Regions from separate parts of the Mus musculus genome. Here region 2 is linked to region 1. A link is a contact called in public HiChIP or PLAC-seq data. All regions are on one chromosome and are shown on one strand. Each heading gives the region's core, a stretch centred on a gene start, on an enhancer-like site or on the middle of the called end of the contact. The rest is flanking DNA. Distances are from core to core; before and after follow the strand shown.

The links. HiChIP or PLAC-seq counts read pairs in DNA pulled down with a chosen protein or histone mark.
Region 2: a contact with region 1 is called in an H3K27ac HiChIP or PLAC-seq map of embryonic stem cells, with 8 read pairs. The contact joins the promoter of Itpk1 here to the promoter of Chga in region 1. A contact is called at or near these places in 3 of 484 Hi-C or Micro-C datasets (bone marrow-derived macrophages and embryonic stem cells), 14 of 115 datasets of contacts at active chromatin or transcription factors (VIP interneurons, embryonic basal ganglia, embryonic forebrain and 9 more) and 5 of 9 other capture datasets (adipose tissue, embryonic trunk, liver and 2 more).

What each region holds. Positions count from the first base shown.
Region 1 is chr12:102,552,829-102,556,624 of GRCm38.p6, forward strand. It overlaps Chga (chromogranin A), which reads left to right and starts at 2,113. Exons shown (of 8, transcript NM_007693.2): 1 at 2,113-2,342; 2 at 3,057-3,103. The coding sequence starts at 2,297.
Region 2 is chr12:102,702,205-102,706,222 of GRCm38.p6, forward strand. It overlaps Itpk1 (inositol 1,3,4-triphosphate 5/6 kinase), which reads right to left and starts at 2,665. Exons shown (of 10, transcript NM_172584.3): 1 at 2,518-2,665. The coding sequence starts at 2,612.

The DNA.
Region 1 (3,796 bases), core at 863-3,362:
GATAAAGTATGTACTCTTGGAGCAGATGGCAAAGTGAGAATCGGGGTTTAATTCTTACGGGTGATAGTGATGTTACTGGAAGTCCTCTTCAATGCATCCCACCAAGGGGAGGAAGCCCCTTGTGAACTCTGAAACTAGAGGTGGCCTTTGGCTCCCAGTAAATCTCTGTTACACACTATGCTAAAATAAGTACATATTTATATTTTTACATAATATGAAAATAAATATAAAAATAAAACAGCCAGCACATCTAAACTGTGACCCACATAAGGGTGTCTGGGATGATGATGCCCAGAGTGCAAGGAGGGTTTATTTGTTTATTTATTTATTTAGAAACAGGGTCTCACTATGTAGCTCTGGCTCGTCCTGGAACTCGTCACATGGACCAGGCTGGCATTGAACTCAGAGATCTGCTTGATTCTGACCCCCGGGTTCAGGGATTAGACGTGTGTGCCACCATGCCTTGCTGAGGCTACTATTTACGAGACGATGCTAGGAGCTTGCACATGATCACAGCGACCTCCCATCCTAGGACCTGGAACAACCGTTCTCCCAGTGCTGAGCTGGAGTCCTTCTCTAGGAACTAATATTAAATGATAGGAGATGCCTTAAATAAATGCCTTAAAAGAAAGTTGTCGGCCCTTGTCCCTGGGTGGAGCCACTGTGAGGGATCTCCTATATTTCTCAAGATTGAGATGAGATGTGTGCTATTCATCTCTGAAAGCCTTGTATGACCCACCTGCTTGCTGTTCCTTAGAATGGACCAGACACCTTCTCCCTTAGGGGGCGTTTGGCTGGCTGCTCCCTCCCCTGGAGAGAGAGCTCCCCCTCTACACAGGTTCTGGCTCACTTTAAATGCCACCTCCTGGTAAGGCCTCCTCAGAACCAGCCTCTTCAATGTATTCCTGTCCCTCACTAGAACTCCGCCCGCTTCTCTGCTTTATGCTCGTAGCATGGCCACTACCCAGCACAGTGTACATCTTGTTTCTTTCTCTGGAAAGGGAATTCTATAAGGGTTGGGTTTGCTGTTTTGTTTACAGCTGCGTCTTTGGCACCCAGCACAGCTGAGTGGTTCTAAGCCCACGTCGATGCTTAACACATGGTTGTTGAATGAATACACGCGAAGCCGGTTCTCATTTAGGGGCATGAGTAGGCAGAGGTGTGGGCAGGAAGCAGGAAAGAGCGGAAACAGGTGCGGACAGAAAGGAGGGGCTCTGAAGGATGCCAGTCAGTGCCAAACTGTCATCCAGATACCAGGTTCACTGTGGCCCTAGGCCCAGGCTGCACGGGGCTTCCCATGTGGTCTGCCCAGGGTGAGAGCAGAACTGCGGTGGGCGGGGCAGAAGGAAACCAACCAGGAAGCAGGGTTGCACCCAAATTATCCAGGTTTTAAGTACATTTAAGAGACAAGGCTGGGCTGTTGAAGGCAGAGGTGTCCCTGGGGTGCTGGACTAGGACTGACCACTTCTGTTTTAGTTTAATGGTGAGAACTGCCTCACACTGCTACCTGCCTTACTTGCCCCTTGAGAGCTGTGAGCCTAGGACCCACCCATGTGTGGGTTGGACCTTCAGTCCACACACTGAACGTGTGTGAAGCCACTGGTTGTCAGCGCAGGGCTCTCGGCACTGAGGAAGCAGTGACCACTATCCCCTATCAAATAACAATTAAATACACACAGAATGCGAGGCACACAACTGAGTTTCAGGAGAGGCCTCGCTCAGGCAAGGGGTTCAAGAGGCTTCTGTGGGACCCGCTGGATGTTCCAGGGAGTTCTTAAAGATGGGCGTGCCTCCAGCCAAGTGAAATCAAGAGAAAAGTACGCGAAGTATAGGAAAACTCAGCAGTCTGGAGAGGTAAATAGGGGAGGAATCCGAGGCTCAGAGACAGGAGTGACTTGCCCACGGACGCACAGCAAGTTGGCAGGTGGAGTTTCAGCTGTGCCACCTTCTGAAGCCGGGTACCCTTTACAGCCACCAGATACAAGCGGGATAGAGACAGCTGATGGAGAAGCTGGAGGTGGGGGGCGGGACCCCGAAGGTGGGGAAAGGGCGCGGGGGGGCGGTCCTATGACGTAATTTCCTGGGTGTGTGCGCGCGTGTGCGTGCGTGTGCGTGTATATAAAAGCCGGCATAGCATTGCTGCTGCTGCCGCCGCCACCGCCACCATCACCGCTGTTACCACCACCGCTACTGCAGTGTTCCCGCTGGTGCAGAGCTTTGGTAGCCAGACTACAGACCCACTCCCGCCATCCTCCTGCAGCAGCTCGTCCACTCTTTCCGCACCGTCCGGCTCGCTATGCGCTCCACCGCGGTTCTGGCGCTTCTGCTGTGCGCCGGGCAAGGTGAGCGGCTCCGGGCTGGGCAGCACGATCCCCTCTCTTGCCCCAGGTCCCTAGAGGAGCCGGAGGATTCAGCACCTCGGACAGCACCAGGTCTCCTGCTTGAGTCCAGGCGCAAGACCCATAATGTTGGCTATGGTCGCCCACCACACCCGAAGAAACTATAAAGCCTGACCCAACCCCACTGGGCAGACCATCCCCACCCATGTCCGCACACCACCCACTGGTGCTCTGGCTCCACGCCGACCAAGGTCACTGGGGGGAGATAGGGGACTGGCGCGGGCTTCTCAACCCCTCTCCTGTCCTTCCACCCTCCAGCCTGTCCTTGATCTCTTCCCTCACCCCTGCTCTTTCCCGCCACGTCTGGGGTTTCTCCCCTTGCCTGCCTCTGTTCCTATCTCAGTCCCACTACATGGCTGGGCCTGGGCTTGTTTTCATTGAACTTGATTTCAGCTCTGTATTCCCATGGGGAAGGGTTGAGGCTCTTCAGTGCAGCCTCTGAGCCCAGCCCCCCCCCGGGGGTGCAGCATGGAGGGGGGGATAGCAGAATCAGTGCTGCTAACTTATTTGGGTTTTGAGGGTGTGTTGGTTGGTGGGTCCCTTGAGCCTCCCGCAGGGAAGGACTGGGGTTCCCTCGTTGCAGAGAGATAGCCCCAATTAGCAATCTCAAGTGCTCTCTCTCTCGCTCTCTCTCTCTCTCTCTCTCTCTCTCTCCAGTTTTTGCCCTTCCTGTGAACAGCCCCATGACAAAAGGGGACACCAAGGTAAGAAGGAATGTTGGGGTACCCTGGGAGAGGAAGGGTTCCCTGTGGACTCCTCAGGGCCAATCCTTGGGCAGCTGCAGGAAAGAGTCTGGCATAGAGCCAAAAGGCAGCACTGCAGCGGCTGAGCCTGCACAGGGGACAGCTTGCACAAGAAGACATCAAAGATCTCTTGCTTTTGTTGCTGCCCAGCTACAGTGACTTCCCAAGGGGCCCATGTCTCACCCGATGAGTCCTGGGACCAGGGACACTGGTCTGAGCCATGACCATAGCTTCTCCTGCCCTAGGTGCACAGACCTGCCTGGCTGTCACCTCTCTTTGTCATTCCTCTTCTCCTACCCTCACTCTGCCCAGAGCTTCCTCTGGCAGTAAGAAAGAAGCCACATCAGATGCTAGGACCACATTCACATCAGAGCCAGGGGTGTTCTTCCTCCAGAGAATCGGAAAGTTCCGTTCTCTATGTTCGGAGGGCTGGCTTCTTCTGCAAGAAGCCACAGTTTAAAAATTGTGCCGTTAAAGGGAACTCACCGTTTACTTGTTGAATTGTATTTTCTTGTTTATTTGTTGTTAACTGAACACAGGCCAGTGTTTAAGTTTTCACTACTCATTCTAGCTGTGTAACCTTGGAAAATTCATCTCTCTATATCTCTATCTCTATCTCTATCTCTATCTCTATCTCTATCTCTATCTTCCTTC
Region 2 (4,018 bases), core at 1,415-3,914, 150 kb after region 1:
AGGGTAAGAGTGACTGAAAGGGGAGGTCAAGGTCTCAGGGATGGACTGGGAGCTCTTAATGGAAAGGAGACATATGGACCATGCTCTCTCTGGCACCCGCGACCCCACCCCCACCCCCGGTCTGTAAATCCAGTGAGATGAATCCCTGCGAAAGGATTTTTACAAGGCCCGACCATCAGCTAAACCACTCATCCCAGGGCAGTTGAGCAGTCCTCATGGATGCACATTTGGAGCACAGTTCAAGTCATTTCCCAACATCCCTGGCCCTTTTTGTCAGGAAATTCACAGACAATTCACCATCCATCAATACACGAGCACTGCACCCCCAGCTTCTGAATGTCAAGAACAGGACGACGCCCATTCACAGGGTCTCCGGGGCCACTTAGACCACTCCAGCATTCACAATAAACAAAACACAGTGGAGGGGGGTGGGGGGAGGGGTCACTATCTCAACAGTTGTTTAGTTAACAATGTGGCCACCAGGGGGCTCTGTCCTGAAAGTGAAGAAGCAACAGAAAAACTCTTTCTGGTGTTTTCTTTTCCTTCTTAAGCTTCAGCTACAAAGCATCGAAAGCTATACTAATAAAAACGCACAGTAGGATTCCTGAGCTGCTGGAACGGCCCAGAGACTTTCTGCCATCCCTCCGAAGCCAACACTTGGGCAAAGGAAGGCAAGTAGACCTTGAATTCAGCCACCCTTCCTGAGAAATGAATGCTCAATAAGATTTCCGCACCCCGGGTTCCCTGAGACCCCCACCCCCACCCCGCGCCTCTTTAAAGGAGGGAGGGCCCACAGGAAGGGCAAGCCAACCGGCAGGTCTGGGAGTCGGTCCTCAACCCTTAAGTCTCTGCTAGGAGTCTTCTGCTACAGCCTGCTAATTACAGAATAAAGCACACCAGGCCAAGGACAAGCCTCGGGTATAGATAAAGGGTGACACAAACCCAGATTGCTATCAATAACAAGGATGCAAGGGATGAACTGGGGTTTCCCAAGAATTATTTGACAGCAGGGGGAGCTGTGGTCCCCTCAAGTCAGAACTGGACTTCCAGAACACGACAGAGGGGCTTCTCCAAATTTTTCTGCTGTCTAGGGCAACCTTTTCAGTGTGTTTATTTATGGTACAAACGTCCAACTGTCCTTTAAAAAAAAAAAAGTTCCATAAGCCCTGGGCTTTTCCAAAGCTCTGGCTCGAGTTCCTCTTGATTTTCTTGTGAATTCTGGGCTGCACTGAACGCCCTGCCGACCGTGAAAAGCCTGCTTTCTCCTAAGAGGCCTGTCTGGGAGACTCAGCCAAACCCACAAGGGAACTATAAGGGGCGCAGAACCAGGGCCCCCTTATAAATAGGCATTATCCCATCCAGTTGTGGTCAAGGAGGGCCTGTAAGGCTTGCCTGGGGCAGAGAAGCAGCAGGCTCTTGGACAGCCATGAGGGGCAAGGCAGTGCTGCCAGGGCGGCCTCTATGTGCCAGCTCAGACTGCTAACTAACCCCTGTGCACCAAGGGATAATGGAAGCCCAACTGTTCAATTCTCCAAAATTCGGGGCACCCACCAGGGATGGAACTACAAGTGAAGTCCATTTTCAAAAGTCAAATCTACTAAGTGAAAAGACTACCTAACAAAAGGTTTCCACCCGGAGTTTGCAAAAGGCTTCGGGGATGGGGTGTGGGGGCTGGATTCTCTTAGGCTTTCATTGAGAAGCTGTAACCAATAGCTCTGCGGAGAGGCAAGGCACACCTGACTCTAGGAACCCAGCACTTCTGTAATGTATTAAGAGCAAGCTCCATCAAAGCCCTCGGTCTCTGCCACTGAAGCACCAGCGCAGGGAGAACGAGGTGCTCAGCCGGAATGGCAGAAGACAATTCTACCCTACGTGGGTCCACCCATCACTTTCTATGCTCTGCCACTCCTTGGCCCTGGGACTACAAGGCAGGTACCCCACCTCTCTGCTGGTAGGTGTCCCTCTTCTAAGACACGTGGCCCAGAATCACCATCCTGGCTAATTTGCGAGGCTGCTGCGAGGCTCTAATGAGACAGCAAATCACCACAGACAAGCCAAGTATCGCTACTCATTTCAACTGGGCTTAAGCCGGCTGATATGCAATGACAGCTTCAGGAGCCGTGCACACGCGAGGCACGTAGTAGGCTCCACACAAACGCCGGTATCCTGCTCTACTAAGGGGAAGAAGAGGGAGGAAGAAAAACACACCAGTCCAAAAGTACCCTCTAACCCCTGACTGCTGGCGTGGACTCCCCGATTTCCCGGGTCCCACCACCCTGGACGGCCAGGGATCTCCCGGCACGACCCCAGTGCACCTGAGAGCCGCGGTCCGAACCCAACGCCCACAGCGGCCACGCTCCCCTCGGACACAGCCCGCGGCCCCCCGCGGCCACCTTGCTGCTCCGAACCAGCCCTCAGCGCGCGCCGCTCCTTCCCGGGTCGCCGTCGTCTGCCCCGCGCCCGCCGAGGGTAACCAGGCTCGGGCCGCGGGGGTCCCCAAGCCGCGTCCCTCCTCACCTGCACAGCTCCGCGAAGGCCTGGAAATTGAGCTTCTTGACTTTCTTCTCGCTCAGCCAGTAGCCAACTCTCTTCCCTTTCAGGAAGGTCTGCATCTTCTTCCTCCTCGGCCCGGGAGCCTGGGTCCGGAGGAAATTGCCCACAGGCCGAGCGTGTGGGGCCGGCGCGCGCCGCGAGCGTGCGGGCACCTCCTCCGGCGGCGGCGGCGGGGACGCGGAGCGGGCTTCAGCGCGCGGTCCTACCGGGCGGGGCGGCGGGCGGGGCGGGCCGGGGCGGGGCGGCGGCTGGGGGGCGGAGGCTCAGCGCGCCGCGCCACTGGCTGGGCCCCGCGGGTGGGCGCGCCCCGCCGCCGCCCCGCCCCCTCCGCCCCGCGGGGCTCGCCCGCGCAGGGACGTGCGCCCCGCAGCACCGTGCGCCGCTCGAGGACTCTAGGGATCCCGGGCCGCCGCCCGAGACCGCACCCGAGCCTCGAGCCCGAGCTGGAGCACGCCCTCCCGCGGCGAGGGTTCGCCCGCGCGTGCCTCTCGGACGCGCGGGGACCCCCTCGGGGAGCGCGCCGCCGTGTCCCCCGCCCTTCCTGCCCCAGCGCCCGCGCACACGCCACGCACACGCGGGGCCTGGGGCAGAGCTCCCGGAGGAGGAAGCGCCGGTTACCGCCAGGGGGCGCCAATGAGTCTTAAAGGCGCCGCCGCTAGTGGCGGGGTGCTGGATGGTGGCCAGGGCAGAGTGGGGTGAGGGAGTCGTGGTGTGGGCGCCTTGTGTCTATCTTGGAGGGCGGCCAAACCACTGGGCTTCGTTGCTCCTTGGCAGCACAGCGGGGATTGCCCCCAGAGGCAATTCGTTGCAATTGTCCTGTACTATCTCCACAACTGCCCCAGGTTCACACTCTGGGGTCCCTTTCAGCGGAGGGAGAGAAGCAGCCAGAGTGCACATAGCATCTTCAGGAGAGCCTTTTCTTTGCTAGGTGAAGGGACGTAGCTCGGCGTCTGACTTAGTGCTTTGGATCCTCTGAGCCACCTGCTCTACCCCGGCCTATGGGACAGTACTTAGCATTCCAGCCATCTCCAGCCTATGCTTTAGGCATTGGGAGGAGAAATTGGAGGCTCTCCCCAGACACAGACAGGGAAAAAAAAATGGGTTCCCGTGTGTAAAGAAAGACATTTTATCTGGCTTTGGAAATAAAGACAATTTTTGAAGATCTGAGATGAGAAAAGGCTTGAAGAAATGAAAGCTGTTAGTAAAGTGACAGAAACGGGCCTTGACCAGACTTGAGGAGTTACACCAAGTCCCTTTTTCCGGCTTAGATCCTGACCTTGGGCAGTGTCCTTGGTCCCCCTTGGTTCAGTTTTAGCAAGAAACCTCCTGAGTCAGAAAAGTTCGCCATCCCTGGTATCAGATCACTGCGGCCTGTCTGCAGTAAGAATGCTGTCAAGTGGGGCTGCTGAGATGGCTCAGCTGGTAAGGGTACTTGTGGCCAAACCTGACAACGAGAGTTCTATTC